Regions from separate parts of the Ovis aries genome. Here region 1 is linked to region 2. Evidence: chromatin contacts called from public Hi-C data. All regions are on one chromosome and are shown on one strand. The core of a region is the stretch at or near the end of the contact, and the rest is flanking DNA. Distances in the headings are between cores, read along the strand shown.

What was found. Hi-C and Micro-C count contacts between places; a contact is called where the count stands out from the background.
Region 1: a contact with region 2 is called in a Hi-C map of liver, with 3 times the contacts expected there. The contact joins the promoter of LOC114114858 here to the enhancer-like site in region 2. A contact is called at or near these places in 2 of 16 Hi-C or Micro-C datasets (liver and tail adipose tissue).

What each region holds. Positions count from the first base shown.
Region 1 is chr5:29,176,463-29,180,625 of ARS-UI_Ramb_v3.0, reverse strand. LOC114114858 reads left to right here and starts at 2,230. Exons shown (of 1, transcript XM_060415690.1): 1 at 2,230-4,163. All of the region lies in intron 1 of SNCAIP (synuclein alpha interacting protein), which reads left to right.
Region 2 is chr5:29,051,812-29,055,478 of ARS-UI_Ramb_v3.0, reverse strand. No RefSeq gene overlaps it. Among named protein-coding and RNA genes, the nearest start is that of SNCAIP, 190 kb to the left of the region's middle. Within about 2 kb of position 2,183, at least 1 of the 54 cell types and tissues checked has an H3K27ac peak or open chromatin away from gene starts, as enhancers often do. A contact at or near this core is called in liver, where this site is marked.

The DNA of each region.
Region 1 (4,163 bases), core at 981-3,480, 130 kb before region 2:
ACAGGCTGCCCTAGAGAGAGAGGTCCTGTGTAGGCACTGCCTGCTCCACTTTACTTCCTGCTCCTGCAAGCCTTTCAGCCTCAGACATGGGGGCCGCTCTTCTCGGCAATGGCAGCTCCTAGCCTCCTATGTTCTGATAGAGAGGCTCCCCCAGCTTCTGCCCACAAAGTTTCCCCATCCTGGGCCCTTTCTTTCCACATGCAGCAAGGAAAGACCCTCACCATGGTCCTCATTCCAGCAGACTGTTTCTTCACGGCCTGGTTCTCCAATTCTCTCAGCTTTCTCTGCTACCACTTTTCTTTCAGCTTTGAATCCAGTATTTGTCCCCCTTCCCACTCAAGGCCCTGCCCACCCCTGTTCTGTGGGGCCCCGTAACCCTGGTGGGACTCATGATTCAGTCAGGGATGACTGAAACCAAGCAGGCAAGTTCCTCAGCTCTATTGAAGCTAGCAATTCCTTTTCAGTTACTGAGAGGATTTGAGGAGGGAACATATGCAGAGGGTCCAGCTCAGTGCCAGGCTTAATCAATCTGAGCTCCCTTTCCCCACCAGAGTGGCCTGGAGCTCTTACCCGCATTTCCCAGCACTTAGCACACTAATATAATTAGCAACATTAGTATATCTAAAAGGCAATTACCATTTAATTGCTCTGGTCCCAGCCAGCCTGAAGTTGCTCTCCAGTCACTTCCAATTTGGAGCTAGGGTGTTTTCAGTCTTACCCAGGCCAATCACAAAATCACTGCCTTGGAGAGAATTGAAACAACCTACAGGCAGCCATTGATTACTAGATAAAGGATTTGGTAATTTCCTCCATTTTGTTCTATATAAAAATGCAAATATCAATTTGTTCCTGGCCACAGACACCTTCAAGCAGCATCTTTCTGTGACTTAGTGAATTATCCTGCTTGGCAAGAGCAGCGCCACCCTCCAGAAGGTTCTGTGTGCCCTTCCCCCATACATGCTATACTGATCATCACAAGAAATCAGTGCCCTCCTGTAGATCCAGACTTAGAATCAAGTTTCAGGCATCTCTTCTTAAAAGACATTGATTTGTATTACATACTCAATTTAAAGGAGTAAATGCCCTTCCCTCAGCCTGCAAGATTTGTTTATCTTAGCGCTACTGTGAGAACTTAATGCCCAAATGAAGGCAGCGTGTTTTATTTCTTCTACTCCCACCCTACACTGCATAAAGTTAACAGCAGCCTCTAATCATGAGGAACCCAAAGTAAATACTCTGAGATTTCGAATCCAGATCTTTGCTATTAGAATCACACATGTGCGTTTGAGGAAACCTAGATTGCCTTAAGCCACACGGAAAGCATTTACATCTGAGCCACTTTACATGTGATTGCAAGTTAAAGTAAATTCTAAATAACTTTAGCAGTTTGCGATTTGGAAAACAGCCTGGGCCATATAAATTCTCCTTTAGTTCTTTTTCTGTTAAATCTTATGCCAAAGTAAATCGAAGCTGTAGAGAACCTTTGAACTCCTCAGTTCTCAAATGACCTCAGTGAAGTTGGATTGGCAGAGCCAGTGTTTAGTTTCCAAAGGAAACCGTTTTTTGTGTTTTTTTTTTTTTTTTCCTTTCCTCCTTGAAATGTACACAGGACAGTTACCTTCCTTAAGGGAGGATGCAGTCCTTGGAGGAAGAGGATAATAGGTGGGCCTCCTGGGCCCCCCTGCTCTGGGCCCTATTCCTGCCTCTCAGAAAGGGGCTTTCTGCCGTCAGCGGCCCATCACTGCAGTTCTGGAGGAGCCTTGGGGTTGGTACCCAGGTTTCTTAACACCTCTGCTTCACAAGTCAGTCAGCTTTGCTTTCCCCCTTCCCTTTCTCTTTCAAAAAGATCTGTTGAAAGCAAAAGGTCTGAGGTTCTGTGCCACCTCTTCCTGCTGGGTCTCCACGCTTCAGTTTCCTTTCCTATGAACTGGAGATTAAAAATGGATCTGGCCACAGGGAGTCTTCTGTTCTCTCGAGTGTTTTATTCTTGTGCTCATGACCACACAGTTCATCACATTGTATTATTCATGATTTATTCGTTATTAGTAAATAATTTATTTAAATTTATCTTGAATGGTATATACGTGTGTATGTATATATATAATAGGTTTGAGTGTGTGTGTGCTGATTCGCTTCGGTTGTATCCAGTTCTTTGCAACCCCACGGGCTGTCGCCCACCAGGCTCCTCTGTCCACGGGGTTCTCCAGGCAACAATACTGGAGTGGGTTGCCATGCCTTCTTCCAGGAAATCTTCCCGACTGCGGGATCGAACCCACATCTCTAATGTCTTCTGCTCTGGCAGGCAGGTGGGTTCTTTATCACTAGCACCACCTGGGAAGCCCCATACATGTAATATAAATAATATATATTAACATAGCCTTAAACTTCAGTGTGTTCTTACGACTAGACCGCACACTTCTTGAAGGCAGGGACAGGGGCCTCCATTTCTGTGCATCACCATTGGAGTCCATTGCTGACCTGGACACACAGTAGTTCTCGGTAGACAAGTGAGGCAGCCTTAACAGAGGTGCCTCCTTAGCCATATTGTGCCATGGTTACCAAAAGCGTTATCCATCAGTCAAGACAACATTTACAAAAATCAGTTTTACTCCTCTTATATTTTAATGTGTGCTATTTTTAATAGACACCCATCAAGATATATAAATAACCTTGAAGGGAAAAAATGACATTTATATTTTACACTTTTGCTGTGCTGCCAAGGAACATATTACATGTTTGCTAATCCTTTGAAAAACAAATGTTTATGTAAGCCTTTAGAGAAGGGGGTTTAAAAAACATTTTTACCCTTAGCCCTCGGCTCTAAGAGTATTTGCCATAAATTGTTACTATGTCAGCATATTTGAAAAATAGCATCACATAGACAATTTCTTAATTCCCTACCACAAAATTAAATCTTAAGGTGGCTGTATGTTGTCTGCTATTTAGGGTTGTTTTTCAAGAATCTACAGACTCACTCCAGGTGGTCATTGTGTCTCTGCTTAAATATGGTCAGGAATGGGGGCCTCACTTCTGCTGGTATCAACCCTTTTCTCTTTCATGTAAGGCATCTTAAACTGGTGTACAGAATGTTTAAAGATCTTTATGATATTCAAAAGTGTAAATGCCCTTAAGGTATGTTATTATTATTGAAGGAGAAGGGAGAAGACTGCTATCCAAAAAATCTACATGACTTGTGTATTATAAACCCAAGAAAACTCTTACCAAGAGGTGCATATTATGGGCTCTATAGGTTGGGTGTACCAATTATAAATGATTAGGAAACTATCAAGGACTGTCAACAGGAAACCCGCATTCTGACAGCACTGTGGAGAGGTGGTGGTGAAGAACCAGTGGTTTCAGAATCAGTCATACCTGACTTTGATTTCTGTATCTATTCCTTAGCAGCTTTGAGCAATTTGCTTTCCTCTCTGGTCTTTTACTTTCTCATTAGTGAAATAAGAATGATATTAAGGATTAAATGAGATCACATTTATAAAGCAGAACACCAAAACAGGGTTTGGCCCAAATTTATGGTAAATAAATGGTAACCAATATGAGCAATATTATTGTGCTATTACTGTATTATTGTTTTTATAAATTCAGAGGTGCCTGTTTGATTGCAGTTGACACTGAGGTAATGGGTGTTTCTTAAGGAAGAAAAATGTCGTGTGGGGACTCTGAGTTGGCTACCTGTCTTAACAGCCAACTGGGGATAAGGAGTTTAATAGGAAGTGTCAGCCCCCAAGCTTACCTCCCTTGGGTGGAATTGTAAGGTCCAACTTTCCTACTTGTTAACACTGCTATAAACCACTTACACATACCCTTATTGAAAGGGTTCAGTTCAGTTCAGTTGCTCAGTCGTGTTTGACTCTTTGCAACCCCATGGACTGCAGCACGCCAGGCTTCCCTGTCCCTCACCAACTCCCGGAGCTTGCTCAAACTCAGGTCCATTGAATCAGTGATGCCATCCAACCATCTCATCCTCTGTCAACCCATTCTCCTCCTGCCTTCAATCTTTCCCAGCATCAAGGTCTTTTCTAATAAGTCAGTTCTTCGCATCAGGTAGCCAAAGTATTAAGAGTTTCAGCTTCAGCATCAGTCCTTCCAATGAACACCCAGGACTGATCTCCTTTAGGATGGACTGGTTGGATCTCCTTGCAGTC
Region 2 (3,667 bases), core at 934-3,433:
GGCTTAACAGGGGCCTATATTAGCAGAATATTTCCAAAATTACAAATATTTCATAATTTAAAAAAAAAATTTGATAATGGGAAGGGTGAGAAGCAACTGGATTATCATGGTCTTTCCTCTTCCAGTCTTCCATGATTTCCCAAGCTGACGTCAAAACCACCCATCTCTCAGTTCTGTTGGCACTTTCTGTTTATATCTTTGGAGACTGGGATCATCGGCTTAAGGCAGACTCCATCTGGGCCACGTGTAGAATGAATACAGTCCGAGTTTTGTGTGTGTGTGTTCTTTTGTTTGACTTGCGGTTTTTGAAAGTTTTGAATTTGTTTTGAACATTTCCAAAATTGGCAAATTTCCTGTATACATCCACTGTTCCAGTTTCTCTTGCGAAACTGGAAAGATCTGGCAATGCCCCATCCATGCTTCCACATGGCCGGAACTGCGTGGTGGCTGCTTTCTATAGAAGGAGCCTGTGCCCTGTGGTTTTCCAGCGCCTCTACAACCCCCCGTGTTACCTCTCTGGTCCTGGGGACTTTGGATACACCACCCAGACCTAAGGAATAACCAGGCCTATGGAAGTCTGCACAAACCACTCAACATGGTAAGCAGGCGGAGGTCATTGCAGAGACTCTCCCAATCAGCGCTGAATCAAAGAATGAGCGTATGGGTGTGGTCAAAGCCAAGAAGATAGAGGGAAGGTCCGCAGGCTTTAGAGGAAGTCACCGTGGAAGTTGCAGCTGGCTTTGGGACGGTCTGACTGACAGTGGCCAGGGATTCCCCAAGATGGCAGTGCTGTACAACAGCTGGTATCATGGGGGAAGGGACCCCCACGACATGACTGTGTCAGTCTATGCAGTGGCAGTTTCCTTGTACAAAAGCACCAGAACCGCAGGAAAGCAGAGACCCCGCGGGAGTTCCACCGTCCTTCAAGGGCTCCGGCTGCTCATCAATGTCACTGCTGTCGCACAAAGGGGCTCTGGCTTCGGAAAACTTCACGGTGGCCTCATTTTGACCAGCCAATCCTATCCTCTCTTGTATTGATTTGCAGTAGCTACTTTATCTCTTCGGTTAGACAGTTGCTTTCTGTGGACTGGGGAAATGCCAGGTTGGCCAAAAAGTTCACTTGGGTTTTTCCATGCCACCTTACAGGAAAACCCAAACCTTTTCGGCCAACCCATACGTTATGTTTCTCTTGTTACCTTCTAGGACCGACTGCTATATGTTAGCCAAACAGCTCGTACTCCTTTTTTGTTTTAAATTGAAGCAGCATGCTGTCTTCAGTATCCTAAGTAAGATCATACAAAAGGGCTGAGCAGTCGTGTCAGGAACTACACTGCGGTCATAGGACCTTCAGCTTGGCCCCTGCCTCGCTGTCTGCGTTATTAGCCTGGAACTGTTTGACTCCTGCCAGGCTGGAGCGTCCACAGAGTGTAAAAACTCTGTAAGCTATATATCGAAAAGCATTCCAAAGTACTGTTTGATAGTAATGGGAGTGGTCTGCGGTCTCACCTGATTACACCTGGGAACAGATATTACATGGCTATTGTAGTCTCCGTGGGATTTTGAGGTTAAAAGACTTCAGAGGGCAGATCTCTCTGAAGACTGTATGGTTTCAAACAGCAACCAGCCAGCTGTCAAGAAGGATGTGTACCTACGCTCACATAGGATTCTAGTGGAAATGAGCTCAGGCATCTATGAGAGGGAAGATTCCTCTGTTACTGTAAACACGGCTTCATCAGCCTTGCCTCTCTTTACACCCCGCCTTCTAATTATGCCCTAATTTGGATGGTACAAACATCTAACAATTCCTCCACCAACAGCTTTTCCAATTAGTGAGAAAATCAGTGGCAGATGTGAAATCCGTGGGATGCTGAATGTAAAATGTTAATTAATTTTAAAAAACTGTAAAGCCTCTGGAAAAACCTTTTCTGAGAAAACTTCGTATGGTGGCCTCATTAACGCAGACCATGAAATAGCTTTTTCTTTTATCATGCTACCCTTTGAGTCTGATTCTTAGCATTTCCAGACTCTTTCTCTTGAGTCTGAAGCTGTTTGGGAAATTTATTAACTCTTCAATCATTGCCTAAGTGAACCTGGAACTGATTACCCTGATATCTTTGACCAAGTATCTGACTGTCCTGTCTGACTCTGGCGATCAACAAGGTCCTGCCCCCTGCCCCCGACTCCTACCTTTACCACATAGCAATGTGAGAAAAGCCACAGAGTCGATGAGGGTAAATGATGAGGGTCTGGGTCTCTCCTTAGGAGTTTTATCTTATATTCCAAAAGGTCTCAAGACCCCTAAGGTTACCCCTGAGAATTTGTGCAGCAGAATTGCCCCCAAAGATGGTGTAATGAGAACAATGTCTGCTTCCTGGTTTATTGGGTTTCATGCTTTCAGGGACCAGCTGGGGACCAGCTGGTCAGTAAGTCAGTCTAGCTAAGTGGAAAAAGGAGTTACAAGACCTGACAATGGAGAGGGTCATTTTTAGTCACCCCTACAAAAAAAACTGATAGAAATTAATTCCTATGCTTGGAACCCAGTGTTGCCAAGGCGCTCACCTCATGGCATATAAAGCTCTCCTCTGAGGCAAAAAGGCTGCAACCCTGCCTGCATTTTTTTCCTGCAGCGTCCCCTGCTGTCGCTTTGGAGGATACCAGCTGGCCTTGACTTGACTTGGCTTTCTCTTCCTAACTTGATCTCAGCCACGGCATTCTTCCAACACTTCTACTAAAGTTAAAGAAGGGTCCTTGTTGCAGGGGTATAAGAATTCTCCCATTAGAACCCCTTTGATTGTAGTCACTTTTGTTTTGATTAAATTTTCCTTTTTTAAGACCTAAAAATGTTTTTTCATAGCTGGATCAGAAATAATGAAAATATTAACACTGAATGTGTTCCTCAGCATTTCTCAGACACTATTCAAAGCACTTGACATTGTTTATTATTTTTAAGCCTCTCAACAACTCTATGGAGTGAGTGATATTTGTTATTGCCATTTCACAGATGGGAAAACTGAGGCACTGAAGGTTGAGTGGCATGCTCAGATCACATAGTAAGTGGCCAAATGGGGATTCAAACTCAGATTCATCAGGCTCCAGAGTCCATACTCTGGGCTGGAAAACTAGACAAGGGACACTTCAAGTTATATTCGAAGGCTCCTTCTGATTGCTGATTGTGTCCCTAGACTCACTGGATGTGTTCTCCCTCTCTCATCAGGGTGATGTTTTTCTGTGTAGAGGTGCAGACCTCTACAGCTGGAGAGGGAGCCCTTGCTTGCTGCATGCCCCTCACCACCCTCAAACCCTCCCTCACCAGAGATACTCATTCCTGGGGTTTGGCCCCATTATTCCCAAATGAGCTCTGGGCCTCAAACAAACAGAGCACCAGTGGCTCCCTTCCAAAATCCTTTAGCACAAAGAAAGAGGTGGATTCTTCCCACTGATGCCCACCCCACCCCTTCCCTGAGTTCTTTCATATGTTTCAAAAGACTCTTCCTTTTATTTACATTTCTTATTTTCTTTTTTTTTAAATGTATTTATTTTTAATTGTAGAATAATTACTTTACAATATTGTGTTGATTTCTGGCATGCATCGGCATGAATCAGCTATAGGCATACATATGTCCCCTCCCTCTTGAGCCTCCCTCCCACCTCCCACCCCATCCCACCC